Regions from separate parts of the Danio rerio genome. Here region 1 is linked to region 2. Evidence: chromatin contacts called from public Hi-C data. All regions are on one chromosome and are shown on one strand. Each heading gives the region's core, a stretch centred on a gene start, on an enhancer-like site or on the middle of the called end of the contact. The rest is flanking DNA. Distances are from core to core; before and after follow the strand shown.

The links. A called contact is a pair of places that touch in the nucleus more often than the background predicts.
Region 1: a Hi-C map of embryo shows a contact between it and region 2, with 3 times the contacts expected there. The contact joins the enhancer-like site here to the promoter of phtf1 in region 2. A contact is called at or near these places in 9 of 18 Hi-C or Micro-C datasets (caudal fin, embryo, hematopoietic stem cells and 2 more) and 3 of 4 datasets of contacts at active chromatin or transcription factors (caudal fin, embryo and gastrula embryo).

Annotation. Positions count from the first base shown.
Region 1 is chr11:21,042,811-21,048,723 of GRCz12tu, reverse strand. All of the region lies in intron 1 of magi1b (membrane associated guanylate kinase, WW and PDZ domain containing 1b), which reads right to left. Among named protein-coding and RNA genes, the nearest start is that of magi1b, 80 kb to the right of the region's middle. Within about 2 kb of position 4,588, at least 11 of the 62 cell types and tissues checked have an H3K27ac peak or open chromatin away from gene starts, as enhancers often do.
Region 2 is chr11:20,908,710-20,915,243 of GRCz12tu, reverse strand. phtf1 (putative homeodomain transcription factor 1) reads left to right here and starts at 3,143. Exons shown (of 17, transcript NM_001114429.1): 1 at 3,143-3,273; 2 at 3,502-3,593; 3 at 3,674-3,730; 4 at 3,824-3,893; 5 at 5,698-5,856; 6 at 6,042-6,222. The coding sequence starts at 3,564.

The sequences.
Region 1 (5,913 bases), core at 3,339-5,838, 130 kb before region 2:
CAAATACTGTTTAAACACACAAAAAGTTTTTCTAAAATTGATTATCTAACAAACTAATTATTCATTTCCTTTAAATTGCATTTTTAATTGTACAATTTAATTTTATTTAAAACAATTTACAATTATTAGTTATTTTTATTGAAATTGTATAATATGAAATGATAATTTGCCAATGTAGCAGCAGTCACAATCAATGCCTTATTTCTGAAAATAAACACCCTGCTTGTGTCTAAATTTATGACAATAGCATATCGGAGCATATCATCATTTATCCTGTGGATCTGAAATGACCACAGCAGATAAAAAACACAGAGACGCTTTACAGCCTCCTGTAGCAAGTGAAATTGTTTACCATGTTTCAGATTGCTTTTATTGATTGCCAGCATCTGAGCAGAAAATTACAGAAAAATCATTCATGTCAGACATGCACTGTTGATCAGAACTTTATATTAGCCCTCTCTGACACTGGCTTTTTGCTCCTGTCCGACGCTTTTCAGTGTGGATGTTGCTTTTAAGTTTGACTACAGTTTCTTTTTTTAATCATAATCATTCATAATTTATGCATTTATTGTATCTCAATTGAATATATGCATTTCGTTTTCCATTTATTTTATCATTTTATCATTTTGGACAATTCATTTCATTAATTATTTAAATTTTTAAAAATAGGACCTTTTTAATACTAAATGTAAATAATAAAAATGTTCTAAGAATAATTAAATAATTAACTAAATTGTAAAGAATTATTATGTAATATAAATTAATTCATAATAATATGAGCATCCGGTTAATAATTCATGAATTTAAATTAAATAATATATATATATATATATATATATATATATATATATATATATATATATATATATATATATATATATATATATATATATATTTTTGGTTTATAAATAAAAGAAATTACATAACAAAACATTTGAACTGAATAACTGTTAAAATAACATTTCAAATATACAGCAGACCAACTATTAGATCTCCAGTGAATTTTTATTCTTTTTTAAATATTTGGGGGAAAAAAGGATATTTTTACAGCATTTCATATAATTTTTTACTTTGGCTGAAATAAAAGCATTTACATTTTTCAAAAACAATTTATGATTAATATTATTTGCTCCCTTATATTTTTTGTTGTTATCTACAGAACAATCCACATGTTACCCAAATATTTATTTAAATTTACAGGGACATGCACGACAATACATTGACCTTAAAAAGGAAATATGTAATGTGCCAATGTTTAACAAAAACTGATATTTTTCACCTGCAGTTGACATAATAACTTATAGATAAGCCTTTTACATTGTAAAGACACAATAAATTAGTTATTAGAAATTACTTCCGAACTTATCATATTTAAAATGTGTTGAAAAAAATTGTCTTTCCATTAAACACTTGGAAAATATATTTAAATACATCTAGCACAATTCCTTATCATTATATGCTTCATATATACAGTCCAGCACATGAAACTGCTGCGGAAGCGAGTTTTGTGAAAGATTATGAGTGCAGCATTAAGAGCTGCCGTGAAGTAACACAATTAAACAGCACAGCCTATTAACACTGCTAGACTGCATTCAGTGCTTGATAGAAATGGCTGTTAAAGCAGCTTAGCATCATTGTTTGTCCTCCTACAAATATTTGCTCATTAGGACAAACCGACTTAAATCTTTCGGAAGTCTGGCTCTTTCAGGACACACCAAAGCTGATTTAACACAACCAGCATCAATGCATTGCCCAGGGATGTGACTGTCAAACACTGGTGCTTCTTTACAGTAAACAAACTTCTTTAATTCATGTACTAACCTGAGGCAGTATATATATATATATATATATATATATATATATATATATATATATATATATATATATATATATATATATATATTGGTGGGGACTGGGAATGACTGAATAAAATCCCCCCACACCCCCACCAAGAATGAATATTGTTTATATATGCTGCAGGATCTGCAGATCTGCAGAGTGGATGCGCGCGTACTGAAGAGCGGTGTTATCGCGCGCGTACTGAAGAGCGGTGTTATCGCGCGCGTACTCAAGAGCGGTGTTGTCGCGCGCGTACTCAAGAGCGGTGTTGTCGCGCGCCTACTGAAGGGTGGGACCGAAGGTGTGCCGCGTCGCGGGGGCACTTTTGATCATTTTGGAGGGGCACTTTCTATCCAAGACTAAAAAGGGCATGTGCACTGCACAGGATGAGCCCTATGTGTGCACGTGCCTTTATATATATATATATATATATGTATATATATATATATATATATGTATATATATACATACACATACACATACATATCCGTCCACCGTCCACCCTAAATCTACGCCCCTGATATATATATATATATATCTATATCTGATATATATATATATATATCCCCTGATATAAATATATATATATATATATATATATATATATATATATATATATATATATATATATATATATATATATATATATATATATATGCAGGCGACGGTAGTGCTGTCGCCTCACAGCAAGAAGGTCGCTGGTTCGATCCTCGGCTCAGTTGGCGTTTCTGTGTGGAGTTTCCATGTTCTCCCTGCGTTCGCATGGGTTTCCTCCGGGTACTCCGGTTTCCCCCACAGTCCAAAGACATGCGGTACAGGTGAATTGGGTAGGCTAAATTGTCCGTAGTGTATGAGTGTGTGTGTATGTATGGATGTTTCCCAGAGATGGGTTGCAGCTGGAAGGGCATCCGCTGCGTAAAAACTTGCTGGATAAGTTGGCGGTTCATTCCGCTGTGGCGACCCCAGATTAATAAAGGGACTAAGCCGACAAGAAAATAAATGAATGAATGAATATATATGCACAAAATTTGCATTAGTCTACAACAATAACAACTGTTATCTGAAAAAAAATAAAGATTTTATAAAGATTTTGGTATAATCTCCAGCTCTAGCTTGAATTAAAAAATGAGTTCTGCTTTAACTTGATCAAGAACAGTAGCTACAGAGTTGTCCATGTTATATGCAAAGAAGTCTAAGACACAAAATAAAAAAAATAAAAATAAATCAATAAAAATGTAAATAAAGAGAAAGTAAATAGCAAATAATGCAAAAAAGTCAAACAAAAAAGTAAAGGGATATTAAAATTAATAATAATATTAAAATAACAAAGATATATAATATAGAACAACTAACTAAATTATTCAAAACAAATGATTTAAATAAAAATTATAATAAAACAATGCAACAAATAAAATGTATGTAAATTAAAAATAAATACATTTAATTAATGTGCAGTAATTAAATTTAAATTAGATTAAATTTAAATTAGGGATGCTCGTTTCGGTTAATTTTCCCAACCGACAGTGGCCGCTCATTAACTGAATATTAACCATTAACCTAATAAATTAATTAATTAATAAATAACTGATGTGTGTATTGTGTGTCTAACACATTAAATAGGCCTATTGCATTTTAAAATATTGAATTGTAGCACAGAACAACACAAAACATCTAAACAACCGAACATCATCAAATCTTCTTTCTCCTGCAGTGTTTTCAACAGGATTTTTTTTCATTGTTTTTTCACTTTATCAGCCTGTATCTTAAAATAGAACAGTGCATTTCAAACTTATTTTGCCAGATCGGGTCAAAAATAATAATAAATTTTAACCATTAATTAGTTAAAAATGCATCCTTTTGGTTATTGGTTAAAAAGTTAATATGAGCATCCCTAATTTAAATATAATATATATTATTTTAATAAAATAAACAGAATACATTATTTCATATATTATATTATTTTAGAATATTTATATTATTTTGTTATAAAAAATAAAAAAGTATGGTAAACATGTACATTTTGGTTTATACAAAATTATTTATAAATATTAATTCAAATAATTTGACAATTATTTGAAATAAAAAGTACATAAAAATAAAATATAAACATATACATAAAATTATGAATTCCCCCCAAATTATTAATTCCCCAGGCCTAAGTTAAATGTCACTTTTCATAAAAAAATAAAAAAATAAATAATTAACGAAAATAAATAGATAGATTTCTTGGATTAATTCAATTCAATGAACAATACTTAATAACCAAATATCTCAAACACAACTGTTAGCTCCACATACGGCATCTTCTCCTCCCAAAAAGCTCTTTTCATTCAAACCAAAACACAAAAGAGCCCTGAACTTTTTAGTACACCGCTGTAAACCCTTCACCTCCTCACTCTCCTTCCTTCCCCTCAGCTTCCTCAGCACATTTCTGTCTCCTGACTTCATTCATTCCCTCAGTCCCTCATCCCGGTGTTTTCTCCTCCTTCATGTGACGCCACCGCTGTGTTTGCTGAAAGCCCGACCCTGAGCCCCTGCAGGGAAAAACAGCCCCCCCAGCAAGTTCACTCAGGAGTCAACATGGCAGACATTACAGCACCACCAGCAGAGCAGCCTTTGATTTCACCATTGATTTCTCATTCTGCTGATGCTTCACTGTAACCAAATGAAGCACGTGGAGCCCTGAAGGAGAGCAGATCTGATCTGATCTGACTGAGAGAGCAGAGCTGCAGCAGAGCAACAGCAACACTAGGGGGAGACACTGAACACTGGCTACATGCATTTATCACCTGATTTAATTCCTCACACAGATGGTTAGTGTATGAGCTTCTGACATAAAAATATGCATGATGACCTATGTTAAATGTTTCTGATATGTACAATAAAATGGATTGAGTTATAATAATAATACTACTACTAATAATAATAAAATCAAATAACACTTTAATTATAAAATATATATAAAACTAAAATTACAAAACTAAATTTGAAATAAAACAATGATTTTTTACTCAAATAAATAGGCAAACAGATTATTATTATTATTGTTATTATTATTTTTATTATTATTATTATTATTATTATTATTATTATTATCATTATTATTATTATTATTATAAATGAACATAATAATAATAAATCTGTTATTTATGACATAAAATGATTAATAATAATAATAATAATAATAATAATAATAATAATAATAACAATAATAAATATGATAATAATAACAAAAAAACTAAGAAAAGCCTTCTAATAAATTAATGACAATAAAAGTAAATAGAGTGATGAACGTAGCTGGAAAAAATACAGCAAAAGCAAACACTTTCCAGATATTAAGTTATTCAAAATAAAAATACAATAAAAAAAAAGTTTAAAAAAAAATTTAAATGCAAGATAAATATATAAAAGTATTAAAACTAAACTAAAATAAATCGAAAAGTTAAATGAAAATGATATTTAAAATTTAATTAAATTATTTTTAAAATAAATTAAATGTAAAATAAAATAGAAATAAATAAATAAAAATTTCATTAAATTATACTATATTAAATTAAAAATAAAATAAAAAATTTATTTTATTTTATTTTATTTTATTTTATTTTATTTTATTTTATTTAATACTACTTTGGAATGACAGTAGACAGGATAGGTTTTATCCATCCTGTGTGCATATTTCACAACCTAAGAGAAGCTGTTTGTAGTCAAATAAATAAATAAAAAAATATATGTAGTATAGCATAAATAAATTGTGATGATAATATCGTAGATAAGAACTCTCCTTCACCACTGTCATGCCCCACAGCTCCATCAAACACTTCTACATCTGGGACTACTGCTATCACCTCCAGACTTTTCCTTCATCCGTCCTGGCGTTTTCCTGTGATTCTCTGCTCTCGGGCCGCTCCGACCCTGGAGCTGATGTCCATGACCCAGTTTGAGCAGCGCTGATGCTGATGCTGAGTCACAGACCGGTGAAGGTGAAGTTCTCCACATCAGGCCACATCTGCCTGAATCTATATTTAGCACGATAACTCACTCAAGCGGCCCCGTCATTTAACTACATTCACAAGC
Region 2 (6,534 bases), core at 1,894-4,393:
AGTAAGACTTTTGACCAGTTAATTTGTTCAGATAATTGGTTTAAAATGTCATTTAAGTCATATCAAACTGTTTTTTTCAAACTATTTTTTATGTTATTGAGTGAGGAAATCAATCATAATTGTGTTTAGAGAAAAAACATGAGTGATGTTGAGGTTATTAGCAAATACTAGATAAAATTAAATAAAAAAATAAATAGGACAATCTATAAAACAATAATATGCTCAGCTACACTTTTTTGAAATGAGAAATAAGTGAAATTATAGACTGGAAAACACTAAATTTGTTGTTGTTGATAATGTAGTTTGGGGGAAACTGTGATGTTCAGTTTTTATTATGATTTATCTTGTGTTATATTATTTGTGGTAGTACTAGCCTAGTAGCAGTAGTACGGTTTTCAGCAAAAAATCAATATGAGCATATCAAAATTACTAAAAGCCGGATTAGGCCTAGAAAATTGCAATTGGTGCAATCGCTAATGTGTGTGCATTTAATTTTCTGCGTTTACGTGTACTGAAAATTAACTCACCTGTGGAATGGTCACAGTTTTTTAAACTAACATAAATAAAATACTTGAAATGCACTCTTGAAACAATAGACCCTTTTCACCATGACGTCACTTCACTTCACTTCACTTCCACCTTTCCGCCTAGAAGTGTTTCGGTAGTTCTGTTTTACCTTTGAATGGGATACTTCTCAGAATAATTCAAAACAAACTGAAAACACTAACCTTGCATGTTGAGATTTAAGACTATTAAATTATTGGGCTTGTGTCCAAATGTTTCTCTTTCTTGTGCCATTGCTGAACTGTTTTCTGAGTTTCGAAATGATTACTTTTTTCAAGTTATTAGGAATAGGAGTAAGTTTTGTTTCTAAAAGGAAACTTATTAATCACTTATTAATCCAGTTTATTGTTTCCTTACTAATTAACCCTTTTAAGTCTACCGGCAACTATAGTTGCAGAAGCTCATAGTTACCATTTTCCTTTTAAGTAATTTTTCACATGTTATCTATGTTTAATTTCTCAATGACATGCAAGCAAATAACCAAATAAAAGATTTCAGGACAGAAAAAAAGCAATTGGTTTACTTGCTGTCACATGAGGCCTTCAACTTCCTACCTCTAATTCCAGGATGCAAAATGGCAAACCTTCATAAACAGCAATTTTTATGTTAATAAAAATATTTTTTATTTACAAATATATAAATTAACATAGGCGATGCAGTGATGCAGTAGGTGTCGCCTCACAGCAAGAAAGTCCTTGGGTCGCTGGTTCTAGCCTCGGCTGGGTCAATTGGCGTTTTTGAGTGGAGTTTGCATGTTTTCCCTGTGTTCGCGTGGGTTTTCTTTGGTGCTCCGGTTTCCCCCACAGTCCAAAGACATGTGGTACAGGTGAATTGGGTAGGCTAAACTGTCCATAGTGTATGTATGCGTGTGTGCATGGGTTTCCCAGTGATGGGTTGCTGCTGGAAGGGCATTCGCTGCGTAAAACATATGCTGGATAAGTTGGCGGTTAATTCTGCTGTGGCGACCCCGGATTAATAAAGGGACTAAGCCGAAAAGAAAATGAATGAATGAATGAATGAATCAATAGAATCATAAAGGTCTCTAGGATCCAAACAAAACAAGTCTTTCAAGAGATATCTTTGTGCATAGTTTGACATGTTCAAGCGGCAACCATGGTTGCCGGAGGGCAAATACCTTGTAAGTAAATGATGACGAATTAGAGAATAGAGTTAATAAGTTAATAAATTAAGGTTATTGGCCTAGTTTAATGTTTAGTTTTTTTTTTGTTTTTTTTTTGCTTTCATAATAACCCCTTTAAAAAATAACCCTTTAACTAATATCTTTACTTTAAAGTAGACTTTTTATACACAAGTTGAAACACAGCAAAATTGTAAAATTAACTTCTCCTACTGGTCTCTTTCCCACAAAGATTTAAAATAACACAGAGAATAATGAACATCGCTGTTAAAATGCAGAATCACTACAGAAAAACACAAAACTACGAACAAATTCAGTTCCTACCTTAAGCCCAGCTGTCCATACAGACATAGGTATTGCCTACTGCAGCTTTTTTACATGGTTAGGCTGTTTGACACTAACAATGTTAACAAGGATATCTGCATGAAAACAATTTTAACGATTTGAGCACAAATGGGTTAATGTTCTACTTTGAATGAATATAAATTTATATTATCGATTAAATATGAAAAAGGTCCAGCAGAGTAAAAGTCTTTATTAAATCTTCCTATATAACCCGGTATGTTTGTCATCTATAAATGAAATCAGTGTCATTAATTATTCCCTGATCCATACACATTTGTTTGGTTCTTTTTTCTATTTGAATGAATTAAGAGTGTTCTGCCGCCACCTACCGGGTGTTTTTAACTTGATATTTGTGGAAATTTTAATTAATCAATCAATCAAATCAAAATCAATTTTAACTAATCAATTAAACTGCTGTCTCCTCAATGTTATTTTTGCTATTGTAAACACAAGGTAAATACAATTCCACTTTCAAACGACACTTGTAGGTCCATCACTGCCCTGCACATACATTAAAAAAACAATATGATTTTGTTTCATTAGGAAAAATCATGTGCAATATTGTTATTCTATTCAATTTAATTTTAATAAAATGTTTTATGTTAATAAATGTAAAATACTCTTATAGATAAAAACGCCAGAGATCTGACCAGTGAATAGAATGTAAAGAATATGAATGTTTGTGAATAAGCTGTCCACAACAACCACAACCAAAGAACAATGCATTTTTTTTTTTTGGATTTTGTTCTTTTTTGCCTTTTTGTTGCATGGTTTATTAAATTATCTTTTTATTGTTGTCTGTTTTATATTTATTTGTTGTTTGTTTTGTTAAATATTCCACACTTTTACCGCAGTTTATTTTGTACGCCATGTACTTCCGCCATTTGCGGCTGCTGTGTCGTAATCTCTTGCTTCACACACTTGTCGTCTCTGCCAGCAGCAGCAGCGTCGTTGATGAGAGTGGGAACTTTAACAATCACTTCTCTTTTACAACATCTTATTTCAACGGCCGACCTGATCGAGCCGAATTAAAGATTTTCTGGTTTGACGTCAAATAAAGACAGCTCACAACTTTAGACGGCTGTTTGTACATCTTCCAGAGCTGTTGATGATGTAGCGTCAGATAGTTTTGGTGAAGGGGGGCGAGGTTTGTTTCAGCTTCAGCAGAAAATGTTGACAAAACTCCTCACGCACTTCTGAGGAAACTACAGTTTATTGAGCTTCAGGTAAGTTTAATATTATATTACGTCACGAGACCTAAAACTACAGCAACTTTATCAATAACTGTCGTGTGCTGTCTAGGTAGGCGGCGTTCTAGTTTTTGAAACACGCCCGCTCGCTGTATTTGTTCTTGATGAGTCGCTTCCTATTATGTGTACAGCATACTGCTTGCAGGCGTTTTCTTTTTAATGTCAACGATAATGACATACACTTGAATGTCTTGCTCTTTCGAGGAATGGAATTTCCAGTGAACCACACTGCTGTCTGAGATGAGCTGAGCTAATGTATTTCAAATATGGCAGGAATAGCATGGTATCAGAAAAAAGTGAGTGTGTCTATACCTGTCAGGTAAACAGAGGTTGTTTTTAGAAAGGAGTTAAAATGTCTGTCGTGTTCTTGTCAAAGATTGGAGCTTATGATCAACAGATTTGGGAAAAATCACTGGAACAGACTGAGTTTAAGGTAATTTGTTTTTGAAATATAGATGTATTTGTTGTTGTTGCTATTGTGTAAAATGTGTGCAATCAGATTTGTGAAACTCTTCCGTTTGAACAGGGCTTTGGAAACAAACTTAAAAAGACTGGCCATATTAAGCCAGATCTCATTGATGTCGATCTAGTAAGAGGTGAGTTGCCATACAGGTTTAGCTCCTAAATCTGTTGTCATTGCTTAGAAATAAAGGTGCAAAAGCGTCCATACTGGTGTGTTATTAGTGTACATATTGGCACCTAAATGTACAAAAATGAACTGATCCAGATCCTATGACCGCTTTTGTACCTTTATTTTTGTGAGTGTATACTTGATACAGGCTGTAAACCAGGTCAGATTCAATAGAAACTGTCAAATAAATACTGTAGATGACAACCATTTTTTTAATATTCAATGTGTTATTTTATTCTTATTCAGAATTGTGCAAGTATTACAATCATAAAACTAACCATAATCAAATGTAATGTGTGTAACACCATGTTACTAACATTTTTTTAAAGAAATCTTTTCATTCAGCTAAAATTCAATAAACTTATCAAAAGTGACACTTAAGACATTTATAATTTTGCAAAATTTTTGTTTAAAAATCAATGCTCTGATTTTTTTTGTGTGTATGTATCAATCAATGTACAGAAATATTAAGCAGCACTAATGTTTTCAACATTTATAATAAAAATATTTTCGAGTATCAAATTTTACAGTTATGAAATAAAACGGAAATATATATTACTGTATATATGGTTAAGAAATTTAAACATTTACCAATTCCAAACATTTGCTTGTAATGAACATTTAAAAATGATATTGTATAGGTTAAGGAAACCTAACCTATTAAGCTTGATAAATGTTTGTATTTTACTTTGTTTGTTTTGTAATAAAATTAGTCGTTGTTATATAGTACGATGCTCTTCTAGACAGTAAAACTAGTGTCTTTACAGCAGTGTTTCTTTCAAATAATTAAAAAGAATCTCTTTCACAGTTTAGCAACATTTTTTGACAAATGATAACTAAAATAATGACAAATATTACCTTTTTTACTGAAGAGTTGGGAAAATACAGGATGTGCATCTGCTTGTTTTATCAGTGCATTAGCTCCTAAAGTGAAAGAACTGTATGAATCTGCTGCTGTCAGTGTCATTAAAATGAATCAAATGATAAAAGGAAAAGAGAAGTTCAGTCTGATTACAGACTTCAGTGTTTGTAATAATGATTCTTCTCTTACATTCATAAATATGTCCAATTTAAAGTAGCAATTAATAGTGGAGATCTTAAGTTTACTCAAATGGTTCCAAAGCTTCATGAGTTTCTTTGTTTTGTTGAACACAATACAAGGTAAAGTCTGCGTAAGATACAGCTGCTAATACGCACATCAATCTAGCATCATTTTTGTAACACTGTATAACTATAAATAATATTTTTACAGTACTGTGACAGTTGGGTTCAGGGTGGGGTAGGTGTTAATAAAATACAAGTTAATAAACACCATAAATAATACTCAGTACAACTACTGTTTTTACGTGTGATGATTGGGTTTAGGGTTGGGATAGGGGTAAACATTAATAAAAATACAGTAAATGGGAAATGTAATAAATAATATAAATTATTCTCGTTAACTTCTGGCCGCAACCATATCTGATCCGGTTTCAACAACCACAAAATACGATATTTTGAAAATCGTTAAAAAACCAGTAACCATTGACTTTTTTAGTAGGAAAAACAAATAGTATGGTAATCGGTGATTACAGGATTCCGAAAGAAGCTCAAACAAGTTTGTGACAAGTAAAGTATATGACAGAAATTTCAGTTTTGGGTGAAATAACCCTTTTAAAGCGATTCAGGTGACCAAAGTGTGCCAAAAACTACATCATAAGACAGTATGTCATAATATTAAAACTAAAACAGAATTTAATGTCAAAATTAACACTGCTCTATAATTGCAGGTTCCACATTTAGCAAAGCTAAGCCAGAAAGCCCTTGGACGGCTCTGACTCGTAAAGGCTTGGTTCGAGTCCTTTTCTTTCCTTTCTTTTTTCAATGGTGGATCCAAGTCACGTCTAAATGCATCTCCACCCTCATTTTGGTTCTCTACGTGCTTCAAGGTATGCGGTTTTTCTTCTCTTCTGGCAAACCAGTATTGTGGAAGACGTGTGCTTTCAAGTTATTTGGTTAACCATTCTTTGAATTTTTAAGATTTTGTTGAGAGATAAGACATGGTTTAGGGAAAAAATTATAATCAAATCTGCGTCATCATGTTGACCTCTTCATGGATTTGTGTCGTTTGCAGTGGCAGGAGCTGTGCTGTATTTTGAGGTACCAGCAGCCTGTGCTAGTGAAGTTGTTGGTCCATTGTGTCTAATGCTGTTGTTGGGAACAGTGCATTGCCAAATAGTATCCACGGAATCCTCCAGAAGCCCAGACATCAGCCCTGTCCACAGCCGGACAGCCAGCCCTATTCGCAGGAAAAGGTTAAGCTTCTGCTGCGTCAGATTTGTGAGATCTCATAAGGGACTGAGTGTTTGTTTTTTTTCCCCTCATCAGATGGCCAATGCATCTAATGTTCTGCAAAGCTGGCAGCTTAATCAGCAGTGCCAGTGTGCAGCTGACACTAATGGGTCAATGACAAATAAGAGACTCCATAGTGAAGAGAAGGAAAAACGTAGATAAAAGGGCATGTTCTATATTTATACAGATTAACTCTTTGTTTTAGAGTCATGTTGTTTAGGAAAATTTAATTTAATGTTTCATTTTTGGGAGTTTAATAAACCTGAGTTAATAAT